Linked DNA regions of Mus musculus: region 2 is linked to region 1. Evidence: chromatin contacts called from public HiChIP or PLAC-seq data. All regions are on one chromosome and are shown on one strand. Each heading gives the region's core, a stretch centred on a gene start, on an enhancer-like site or on the middle of the called end of the contact. The rest is flanking DNA. Distances are from core to core; before and after follow the strand shown.

Region 1 (6,209 bases), core at 927-3,426:
CTCATAGAGGCATTTCCTTGGCTGAAGCTCCTTTCTCTGTTGACTTCAGCTTGGTCAAGTTGACAAACAAAAGCAGCTTGTACGCCATCCAAGTGTTAGGAGTATAGATGTGTCCTACTACTCCAGTACACAAGATGCTGAGGAGTTGAACCCATGGCCGTACAGGTGCTAGGCAAGCAGGCTGTCTATGGGGCTACACCCTCAGCTCTGATATGCATACCTAACAGTGAAATACCAGAGCACTAAATGCTGCGCTCTCTGTTATCGTCCACTGGGTCTTGGCCAGGACCTTAAGACACATTCCAATTTTTTTATTTTTCACACTCCAACAAAATGACTCATTCCCTTTCTTTCCCTCAGGAACCCGCAACTATTCTCTGGATCCCAGCTGCCTTTCTTGTAACATTAAAGCAACAAACTGCAGTTGTTTTTCTAGCCGCCTCACTGAAGTAACCAATGTCTTTAGAGTCTTTGACATCTCTTTTTAAAGAAGCCTGCCGATGAGTGTCTCACCGGCATTGACTAGCCCGTTTCTCCTCATCTTGGCCATAATACCAAATATACAAAGAAGCAGTCCGAAGCCACTAGTCTATCCTGTTAACGGCTGGTGATTTGGTTCAGGCTTAATCCTATAAAGCATTGATTGAACGTGGGATGCTCATCTCTCTTAGCAGTTCCTAACTGGATCAGTATGTAAAGCATTTAGCTGTGTGGAATTCCTGCAGGTTCTACTCAGGTTTTTTTTTTTAGTTCCCAACCCTTGCTGTCTAGAGGGGGAGACCTGCAAGAGAAGTACAATGTAATGCTGTTATCCCTGCATGTATTTATAAGACACGGCCAGCTTGCTCACACTCTAATGTTTAGCATTTGTCAGTCCCTGCATCTTAAGTCCCTGTCTCCTGGCCCAGTAAGAGCCCCTGACATCTAGCACTGGTGTTCACTGGCTCAGTTTTAAAGTTTCAGTCCTTTTTTTTTGTCTTTTCTTTTAAATGATGTCCCTAGTTCGGTAAAACTTCACAGTGAGCATAATTACTTGGCTTAAGTATTTTTAAGCATTATTTTTATGGCCGCAGAAATCAGCGCCTTGTTGGAAGGGGAGGCACGGGGGCAGTACGTACTATACTGCACAGACACATTCTGGGACGTTGCTTCAGAAGCCAGACCATAGTGAAATGTAGGAAATAAGTAATGAGTTTTTTAAGTATGTTCTCCTCTGTTTCTAGTGTACTTTCCCACCTGTAAATCCAGATGATGTAATGCCTAAGAAGTATTAAGTTTCTCCAGTGCTTTTCCAATAGCCTGGCTCTTGAGTAAAACCATCTGTAGCACATCACTGGATTTAAATTTATCTCAGAGTCTGAAACAAAAGCTTAGTCTGGAAGCTAACAAGTCATTTTATTTATTTATTTATTTTTCTTTTTTATCTAAAGCAACTCTTGACCCAAATACACAGACACTGATTTTGATTAGGTTAACAGCAAACACGAAGACTGCAATGTGTCTGGTGTTGTGCCTCAAGCAAGATTAAGAACCTTCTCATTTTCCTCCCCATTTCGATAAAAAAACATCTCTCTCTCTCTTTTCCTCCCTCTTTCCCTCCCCCTCCCGCTCTCTCTAGGTTTCTAGGCTGTACTTGACTGCCCCTTGCTCTCATGTCATTTCATTCCATCGTTCCAGATGTTTGCCACATCCTGATGGCTCCACTTCCCAACAACATCCAGGTTCCATCACTTCTCTTTCTCCATCACCCCCAGCCTGTGCAAACTGTTATTCTTTTGTCCTGAGAAAATGGTCCTGCTTATACCCTTGCACCATGAGCACATGCGCAGAAAGCAGAAAGCAGAAAGCAGAAAGCAGGAGGGTCCTTTTAACTTGCAATATGTGCTTTCTTTCTGTGTAGTATTTTCGGACAGCCTCGTACCTCACTCCAAGTGAAAGCCGGAAATCGTTACAGTGGTCCAGGGACCCCAACATCATTGACAAATCTCCCCACTTTTCTGACCTTACCTACCACTCTGCTCAAGCCGCTCAACTACCTGTGTTCCTCCCTGGTCCTCCCTGGTCCCTGCAGGAACACCTCAGCAGAGTCTGAGTCCCATGTAGTATATGTAGTCTTCTCCAGAAGACCGTCATGACTGACACGCTTGGTTTTCGTTTCGTTTCTTTTCTTTTTCCTGTAGCTCTGAGGCTTTTCATTGGCTAGCTCAGCACTTCACTGCTGAGTTGGCCAGCCCTGCCCCGCTCTTCCTTACCGTCTTCCCAGAGAACATTTTCCTCAGAACATTGTTTAAAAAGGCAGTGGTGGAGTTCGCCTTTAATCCTAGTATTGGGCAGGCAGGCAGGCAGGCAGGCAGGCAGGCAGGCAGGCAGGCAGGCAGGCAGATCCCTGAGTTCGAGGCCAGTTTGGTCTACAGAGTGAGTTCCAGGAGAGCCGGGCTACACAGTGAGACTCTGTCTCAAAAACAGGCAAAGGAATAAAAATTGTATTTCCACTTATTACCCACAGAATTTTCCACTTGGATTTTTTACATAGACTCATTTCTATTAACTTACTCTGTGCTTTACTTGTTGATAGATTCCTCCCATCCCAACCCCAAATAGAATATAAACTACACAAAGTCTTTGTCTGTATTATTCACTAAGTATTCCTCAGTGTCTAAGATCCCCGGATACTCTTTGATATGTTAATTGCCATATATATATATATATTTTTTTATGAAGGAATAAAAATATGTCATCAAGCAGTTGCAAGGTTGATCATGGGTACATTTGTAACCAATGTAACCGCAGTGTCTGGTTTTCAACTCTGGTCTCCTGGTTACTAATCCCTAACATTGTTGCCAGGCACCCACAGTTCTGACATGCCTGCTAAGATCCCTGTCAGCTCCCAGCCCAGCCCTGTACCTTAAGTCTTACTTGGCTGCCTTCTTTGTACCTTGGGTTACTTTTTAGAAACATGATTTGTGTCTGTGTCTGAGCTTTGAATCCTTTTTCTCTTTTGAGAGAGCAAAAGGATCTCATTATATAGACCAGGCAGGCCTTGGGGTCATGATCCTCTTGTGTTTCAAGTGCTAGAATTACAGGTAGGCAAAACCACGCCTGGATTCTTATTATTCTATATTATTATTATTTGCTATTAGGGAAACACCAGGGCTCCTTATACATCTAAAGCTCTACCACTGAGCAACATCTCTGAGTAGAGCTTTGGGACTGATTTTGGATCTGTAACAGATTTATTACAAAATGCATTTTCCTTATCATCTCCAAAACTTAATCAAAAGCCAAGTGTAATAGTAATCGTCATGGTTTGAATATGCTTGGCCTAGGGAGTGGCACTATTTGGAGGTGTGGCCTTGTTGGAGTAGGTGTGGCCTTGTTGGAATAGGTGTGCCACTGTGGGACTGGGCTTTAAGACCCTCATGCCAGCTGCCTGGAAGTCAGTCTTTCACTAACAGTCTTTAGATGAAGATATAGAACTCTCAGCTCCTCCTGCACCATGCCTGCTTGGATGCTGCCTTGTTCCTGCCTTGATGATAATGGACTGAACCACTGAACCTGTAAGCCAGCCCCAGTGAAATGTTGCTCTTATAAGAGTTGCCGTGGTCATGGTATCTGTTCACAGCAGTCAAACCCTAACTAAGACAGTAATCGTCTTTGCCTTTAATTCCAGCTCGTGGCAGGCAGAGGCAAATGAATCCCAAGTTCAAAATTATCCTGTGCTACATAGCAAGTTCAAAGGTAGCTTGGGCTACCCAGTAAGATCCTGTCTCAAAATAAGTAACCCCAAACTTAAAATATGTGGTGGTGTGAGCCTGCAGTCACAGCTACTTTGAAGGCCAATGCAGGAAGAATGTTTAAGTCCAGTTTGAGGCCAGCCTAGATAATACAATGAAATGCTGTGTTTAAAACAAATTAAAATGGTTCATTATAAGGATAAACACTTCTTTCAGCAATTGGATAGGAGATGACTTATCTGTCAAGTCTTCTGTTGTCTCTATAAGATACATGAAAATTCCAACAAAATTCAGGTTTGACATAAACACAGAATTAAACGGATTAGAGGCAACCTGCCAGCTGTTGTTAGAGATCAAGATTCCTGGCTGCCTACGTACCTTTCTTTAGCACTTTGCAGAAATCCTGGCATAACTAGGATCAACTGAGTGATATCCTCAGCTGTCAGCCCAGGTATTTGCTATCTAGTTAACATGGTATAGATGCTCTGAATTAGTAAACTGCTTCTTGATTAGGAACAATGATTCACATCATGAGGAGAATTTTCAACCACCAAACAACCCCGTGGATCGACTTGGTTTTCTTTAAGCATCTCCTCCACCTATATTTTTTCTGTAGACCCTTTGGAGACAGTGGCAATATAAACTTTTATATTTTATAAATATAAAAGATAAATATAAATATATCTTTTCCAAATAGAATTGATTTGGCCAAAACTCAGAGACCACGAGGTACCTAAAAATGCTAGTGAAAATAATTCTATAATAAAAAGTATAGAATATGTACATATAATATATTACATATGTTATATATACATATATATGATTATACATACATATATATATAACATTATATATCTTATACAAATAATAAAATTTATAAATAATATATTATAATTATATAAATTATATATAAATAGATATATAAAATAAAATAAATATATTTTTAAAATAAAAATGTATAAAATAAAAAGGATATATCCAATATAATTGTAATATAATATGTAATTTATATAATATGTATAAAATAAAAAGGCTATATATACAATAACATAAACAAATATATATAAAATAGAAATGTATAAAATAAAAGGACATTTCTCTTTACATAGTAACATTTTAGAGAGATTTTAAAAAAATCTATTATAGAAGGTGATGAGGCTGGTGATTATGAGCCAGCATTAGACCTGAAGACAGTGTAAGCCTCCACATTCCTTACCACTGAGCTGCAGGATGGAATCGCTGAATTTCATAAAATCACCATTGCTGTAATGCTATAAGGCTCTTCTACCTAATATCAGTTCAGTCAATGTTCCCTTAGAGGCAGACAGAATGATTCTTTTTGGCTTACCTAAAGAAAATCTCAAATCGAATTTTTTTCAACATTGCCATTTCATCTACTTCAATATTTGTTTGCGTCATAGAAAAGGATCTTGGTTAGCTGAAGTTCATTAGGAGTCAGGGGAAGAGAAAGACACTAAAAGTTCACGGCTGTTGCCTTTGTGCATGGAGGGTGTGAGTCAGCGAGCTTAGTGAAGCTCAGGGCTTCAGTGGGCTGATGAGCCCAATGTGCCAGTCTCAAGGGTAATATGGTCCATTCCAAGTTCTTAAAATAGACCAGGAGAAATGGGAAATAAATAGAAGAGAACAGGGTGTGGGCATTTATTGTTTTATGTTTAAGACATCTGTGGCCAACCCTGTAAGTGCCACTGAATGAGTCCAGTCAAAATTCAGAAACCAAGGGGCTTTGCATGGTCCCTTTACCAGGCAATTTCTCAGGATATGACACCTCAAATCTGTAATACCAGTATTTGATAGTTAGAGGCAGGAGGATTACTATGAGTTTGAGGCCTTCCTCAGATGCAAAGTGAATTCCAGGTTAGCCTGGGCTAAAGTGAGCTCCTGTCTCAGAAAAGTAGGCTCCAAACTAAAAAACTAAAGACTATTTCTTTGTATTTTTCTTCTGATGACACATTTGCCAATAATGAGAACTCTTTAATATAGCATCCCTGCTTTTAAGTAAACGAATAACATTTTAGGATGCCACATGGTTTCACGTTCTTCCTCTCTTTCCCCCTATTTTCATTCCCCTCCTCTTCATTTACAACAGCAGTTCTCAACTGACCCTTTCACAGGGGTCACATGTTAGATTGCCTGCATATTAGATATTTATGTTGCAATTCATAACAGTAGCAAACTTTCAGTTAAGAAGTAGCAACAAAAATAATGTTATAATTATCACCAGAACAGAACGAGTTCCTATTCAAGGAACTGAAGGGCTGCAGCATTAGGAAGGCTAAAAACCACTGCAACAACCTAGAAAGCTGAACTCCTCTTTTTACAGACTGAGTGATTGTGGTGGTTTGAATATTCTTGGCCCATGGGAAGTGACACTATTAGGAGGTATGGCTTTGTTGGAGGAAGTGTGTCACTGTGGGGTGGACAAAGAGAGCTTCTTCTAGCTGCCTAAGAATGCCA
Region 2 (6,214 bases), core at 1,787-4,286, 66 kb before region 1:
AAACCAAATGTTCCCCTCTCCCCCCACCCCATTAATGTGTGTGGGGTGAGACCATGTTTTCCTTTCTCCTAGTCCATGGTAAGAAACCCAAGCCTGGCCACAAAGAGCTTTCTATCTCCCTGGCAGCAGGGAAAACCTCCAGGATAAACAGAGGCACAAGCTGGCATTGCTGGCCAGTGAGGCACCGCACAGAAACGTGCTAGATATATAGAGGACATGAGGAGCTCTTCTGGGGTGCAAGCCTTTCCTAAGGAGTATGAGGCCAAGTTTCAATTATTTTCCCAGAATTCCCAATTACATCTCCCCAAAAGGAAATGATTCTGGAGATTAGTAATAACCTTGACTTGGTAGGTGGGTGGGTGAATTTTTTTTTTTTTTTTTTTGAGACATGGTGTTACTATGTAGCGCTGGATGGCCTGAAATTCACTATGTGGACCAGGATGGTGTGGAACTCAAAAGACGTCTGACAGCCTCTGCCTCTGGAGAGCTCAGATTAAAGACCTGCACCGCCACACTCAGCCCAATGTTACAGGTTTTGTAATGTTCCCACTTTTGAACAGGACACACTGTTTTTATAAGAAGAAACAAAACCATTTCAAGATACTTCTCAGGTGTCTAACACATGCCCAGAGAGTAACATTTAGTGTTTTTAAAGAATTAACATTTTTTCCCCTCATGAAACACTAAATCAGAGCACCTGGAAAGGAATCCACTCCCTTTTTTGGCATCAAAGGAAGCTCTTTCTATTAGAAGTTGGGGGGATATTGTGGTAAACCTTTTTTTTAAAAAGTACTTTTATATAAAAGGAAGTATACCAGATAACTCTTTGGGGGAAAATGGAGAGTATTTAGCTTGTGCTTTCAATACTGTTGAAACTGTTCAAGAGCTAAAACTAACTTTGCAGTTTAAAAGTAAACATATATATACATATATATGTTGTATGTATATATGTTGTGTGTATGTGTGTGTATATGTATGTGTGTATATATATGTGTGTGTGTATATACATACATATAATATACATACATATATATGGCTTTACTGCCAGCCTGGTGGCACATGCCTATAATCCCAGCACTCAGGAGCCTGAGGCAGAAGACTGCCATTAAATATTCAGCCAACTGTGGGGGTTGGCGGGGAGAGCATCATTAATTACTTGAGTCTTTAAAATGACTACAAAGGTCTAAAGTAGTTGTTCAGTTAAATATAACGGTTATAATTATTTCATGTGATATTCAATTACATGAGGAATTATGTATTATTAGTTTTTTTTTCCTCTAAGCATAAGAAAGCAAGTTACAGAGCCTGAGGCAGGGTGTTTATACCTAGGAGTTCAAGGCCAGCTTGGGCAACACAGTGAAACACTGTATCAATAGATGGGTGGATGGACAGACAGACGGACAGATGGATGGATGGATTTACTGAATACAGTAACCACTCCATGAAACTATAATAAAGGCAGTGATGCTCTTGCTTTTACCAGAATTGGCTTTATCATTGGCTCCTATCATTCTCTCCAGGCACACCAGCCATTCCAGAATCTTCACTTTCTGCTAATATTATTTTGAATGTTATGACCCCTGTGCGGATACTTAGGTGTTGATGACTCTTTCTTGGCATCAGTAGGTAGCCAGGGTGATGTCTTTAAGCAAAACAGAATCAAAGATTGATGAGAAGTGGGGACCGAACCCATTGAAGTCTGTAAGGTCTGGGCAGGCCTGTAATCCCACCCACCATTCAGTTGGCAGAGACAGAAAGATTCAGACTTTAAGGCCAAACCTAGTGATGGGGGTGGGGAACCTACCTCAAAAAAAAAAAACAGAACAAAAAAGAATTCAAACAAAACAAAGTAACTGGTGGCCAGAACATCTTCCCGGATAAGTGGCATTCTAAACTCTTTAGGATAAGATTCTAAACAAGCATCACATTGTCCACACCGGCAAACATTCAGGATGGTCGAGTCCGCCAACTGTTTGTTATGTCTCAAAGGCTGACAATCAGTGAAACCTAAACTCCCCAACAGATGTGTTTCATCTCCAGCACACACTCCTTTCTAATGCTGTTAAATCACCTCCCTGTCTGACCCTACTGACTGCTTTAAAGTAAACAGAGGTTTATTAAGGGAGTCATCCCAGAAGTGGATCAAAACATGTATTTATAAACAAGCGGGAAAAAAATAGGTCTTTCCAAAATGTCTCAGGAAGAAAATTATTTAATCTTAATTATTTATTTACATGCACAAATATTTGCACTTCAAGCACCTGAAAGGGACTGTAGACAAAACCTCGGATTTATAAAGGTGACAACTTATTATAAAACACAGTCCGCCTTAAACTCTTCTTCTAGCATCCCACATAATCAGTAATACCTGGCTCATTCTCGAAACATCGTGTGGGTAGCCCCGACTGGGACTGGGCACAGACAGAGAAAGGGAGAATGAGAACGCGAAGTTGCTGGTGAGGATAAAAAACGGAACAGTCCGAGAAGTCTGCAGTTTGTTTTGCTTTTCTAAAAGGCCAATGATCCCCCCGCCCCATCTTCTCTATCCCCAATACATGTATTTATCTATCTTTCTGTCACAGCTCTAAACTCCTCCATCTACTTCTGACCACATCCACGAATTCCGGGAGAACTAGTGTGTCCTGGCCGCAGGTGGAGAGGATGCACTCTGAGGCTAGAAGCCGGGCACTACAAGTTCTCCCTGACAGGGATAAGGGGTGATAGGGTGAAGGGAGCGGAGGACCGAGAGTCCCCTCAGCATATCACCAACAGCATCACCAAGACAGCAGCAGTCCCTGGCGGACCTGAAAAGTGGCCGGATCTCAGAGCCACACGAAAGGCTCGTCCCCAAAATGCGCCGACTTCCCCTCCCCTAAACTCGCCTCCAGGCGATCAGATTCCTCACACTCACCCGTCCGCGCTCCAGCTTTAGCAGCAACTCGGAGAATGCCGCCCACCTCTGACAACCATAGAGACGCAAATGCCGGGGAGCCCCGCTCTGCGTCCTCCGCCCACTCTCACGTGACTCCCTTAGCCGCTGGGCCTGCCGGGATCTTGATGAAACGTAGCAGGGAGGAACCGAGTTGGGGAAAATGGGGCGGGGCGGAGAGGCAACCCCGCCCTTCTCTGGGGCCCGCCCACACTTCGGATCCCGCCCCGAGTCAAGACTCCGCCCTCGCCTGGGGGCCCGCCCTGTCCTCAGCCCCGCCCACACGTCGGTGCCACGCCCTCGCTGTTTAGGCGGGAATGCCGGCAGATTTGCAAAATCCCTCCTGCATTCCATTGCTGATTTTGTTTCTCTGCTGTCAAAGTCCACCTCTCCTGTGCCTCTTTCTAGTTAAACCCTGCTCTTCCGTAAGTGGGAAATTGATAACGAGGTTCTTCCCACCAGTCTAGAGGCTCACACTGGTTTTATTTTAGGAACATCTTTTATTTATTCTTTGACAGTTTCGTAAGATATAATGTATCTTAATCTTATCCACCTCCAGTTCTCCACGTTCACTCCTTCCAGGAAGTCCCCGCTAGTCTCCCAACACTTGGAACTTAGAGGCTAGTGTGGTTTACTTAGACCTGTGTCAAATTATGAAACAGAGGAGCTCAGCAGGTAAGGGCTCTTACTACCAAACCAGATAACCCGTATTTGAGTCCCAGGACACTTATGGTGGAAGGAGAGAACTGACTGATGCAAGTTGTCTCCTAACCTTCAGAACCATGCTGCGGAACACACATACCTGCATGCATACATACATACATACATACATACATACATACATACATGAAAAAAGGGAAGGAGAAAAGAGCGAATAAAAGTCTTCTCTTGGGACACACATCTTGTTATCTCTGAAACTTGTAAATTTCACATTGCATCGTAAATACCATAGAACACTTTGGAGGCTCACGGGATAAATTAACTCTTTATTTGAATAAGGAAAAGAGAAAAAAAATCATCAATATATAAATTGTTGAATAAAATTTTCAGCCAGATGTGGTGGCATAGAACTGTAATCCCAGAATCTGAGAGATAGAGGCAGTAGGATCAGGAGTTCAAAGCCATACTTAGTTACATAGTGAGTTTGAGGCTAGTGTGGGCTCTATAAGATCCTGTCTGAAAAACCAAGCCAAACATAAAAATCCATCAAGATCAAGGAAGACAATGATTAAGTTGGGCATGTTGGTATATGACTATAACCCCTGTAGAGACGGAGGCAGGAGGATCAGGAATTGTCTTTAGGTTGTCCTCAGCTACATAAATAGCAAATTTTTCCCTTACCTCCATCCATGTACCATAGCAAATGTGTCACCCCACACACATACTCACACACATAATAATATGTAAATAAATATAAGAAGAAATATCCAGGTATCCCTCCCCTGCCCCACACCAGTAGTTCCCATGCCATGTTGATAATCAAATGCCTCACACTTAACTGGAGAGATTTTTGGTTTAGGTTTTTATTTGAGACAGTTCTTTTTATATAGGCTAGGGTACCCATGCTGTTCTCAAACTCATGGTAATCCTCCTGCCTTGGCCTCCAAAGTGCAGGGGTTGTGGGCATGCACTACTATGCCTGGCTCAGGGTAAAATAACACAGATTCCTGGATCCTAAGATACACTCACTGGACTAGAACGGTGCTCAGAAATCTGGATCTTCATAGTCCCATGTGATTTCCATGTAGGTGTTGAATGGGAAAAGAAATGGATTTGGGTCTTTTTTTCCCCTCCATGCCACAGAATAAAATATCTCTATTTTGTCTTCAGTATAGCAAAAGTACATTATACTAGAAATCCTGCGCTATTTTGTGTGTGTGTGTGTGTGTGTGTGTGTGTGTGTGTGTGTGTGTGTGTGTGAGAGAGAGAGAGAGAGAGAGAGAGAGAGAGAAGTTTTTTTTCTCTTTCAGTTGGGCCAACATATTAATTGACATGCTTTCAAGCATTTCCTAGTTACCTATTTTTATCACATACATAAAAGTAGCAATTCCAGGTGTGACCACAGCAGGCTCAACTTATTACACCACAGTGAAAAGTGAATCTCTCCTGAGACAGGCATCTGAGTGACTGGAGTGTCATTTCATAAGCCTTCCATTCAATTCTTTCAAATGAATTCAAAATAGACTCCCCATCCTTCATTATATCTATCTTCAGAGTTTTATAAATTATAGTCTTTAAAAACCTATGCAGATTTCCAAAGCTTTCCTCTCTCTTCTGTAGTGCTGGAGACTGAACACCGAACTTTGTACAGTCTAGGAAGCCCTCTAGAATTGAGCTGTTTGCCACCCCACAGATTCTTGTTGAGGAACTAGTATAGTCCAGTATCATTTAGAAGTTAAGTTCTTAGTTGCTATTGTAGTGTGTATGTTCTTTCCTGATAATTATGGCCAGAAATAATTATATTCAAATAAGTAAGAAAAAAAATTTTTTAAACCTTAAATATTCCTTTCTTTTTATCTATCACAAATGAAGCAAGGAAGACCAGCTGAATCAACGATACATAAAAATTTTAAATCTATTCTTTTTCATTGTAGTTGAAGGTAACTACAAAATCAAAGAATCGCTTCTCCTATTTTGAGTCCTAAATCCATTTTTTTCCACTTTTATAAAAGGAAGCCGGCGTTCATGGAGAAATGGTTGAATTCAGGGCGAGGGCAGAAAGGTCCAAGAGGATCTGGAACATCTTGTGTTAGAAAGTCTGGCTGTACCCAGGAAATTAAAAGGTGCATGCCAAAAACTTGAAGGGCTTCGAGATGGCCAACTGTGGGACTATGGGAGAATTAAAGGGAGAACAATGTGCTGGTTCGATGGTTCCTATAAGCTCAGTCCAGAGAGTGGCACTATTTGGAGGTGTGGCCTTGAGGGATTGGGTGTGGCCTTGTTGGGGATGGGCGTGGTCTTGTTGGAAAAGGTGTGTCACTGTGGGCGTGGGCTTTAAGACCCTCATGGGGGGTCTTAAAAGCTATCTGGAAGCCAGTCTTCCATTAGCAGCCTTCAGACGGAGATGATGAACTCTCAGCTTCTGCACCATGCCTGCCTGGATGCTGCCATCTTCCTGCCTTAATGATAATGGACTGAACCTCTGAACCTGTAAGCCAGCTCCAATTAAATGTCCTTTATAACAGTTGCCTTGGAGCCAGGCATGGTGGCGCACGCCTTTAATCCCAGCACTTGGGAGGCAGAGGCAGACGAATTTCTGAGTTCGTGGCTAACCTGGTCTACAGA

The links. HiChIP or PLAC-seq counts read pairs in DNA pulled down with a chosen protein or histone mark.
Region 2: an H3K4me3 HiChIP or PLAC-seq map of bone marrow-derived macrophages shows a contact between it and region 1, with 4 times the contacts expected there. The contact joins the promoter of Micu1 here to the enhancer-like site in region 1. A contact is called at or near these places in 7 of 39 promoter capture datasets (the 3T3-L1 cell line, 3T3-L1-derived adipocytes, frontonasal cranial neural crest and 3 more), 1 of 15 datasets of contacts at CTCF or cohesin (pro-B cells), 40 of 484 Hi-C or Micro-C datasets (B cells, the C3H10T1/2 cell line, CD4 T cells and 28 more), 16 of 115 datasets of contacts at active chromatin or transcription factors (CD4 single positive thymocytes, the SCID.adh cell line, bone marrow-derived dendritic cells and 12 more) and 2 of 9 other capture datasets (adipose tissue and liver).

Annotation. Positions count from the first base shown.
Region 1 is chr10:59,632,873-59,639,081 of GRCm38.p6, reverse strand. No RefSeq gene overlaps it. Among named protein-coding and RNA genes, the nearest start is that of Mcu, 19 kb to the right of the region's middle. Within about 2 kb of position 2,176, at least 158 of the 459 cell types and tissues checked have an H3K27ac peak or open chromatin away from gene starts, as enhancers often do. A contact at or near this core is called in B cells, CD4 single positive thymocytes, the SCID.adh cell line and 19 more, where this site is marked.
Region 2 is chr10:59,699,385-59,705,598 of GRCm38.p6, reverse strand. It overlaps Micu1 (mitochondrial calcium uptake 1), which reads right to left and starts at 3,036. Exons shown (of 12, transcript NM_144822.3): 1 at 2,912-3,036.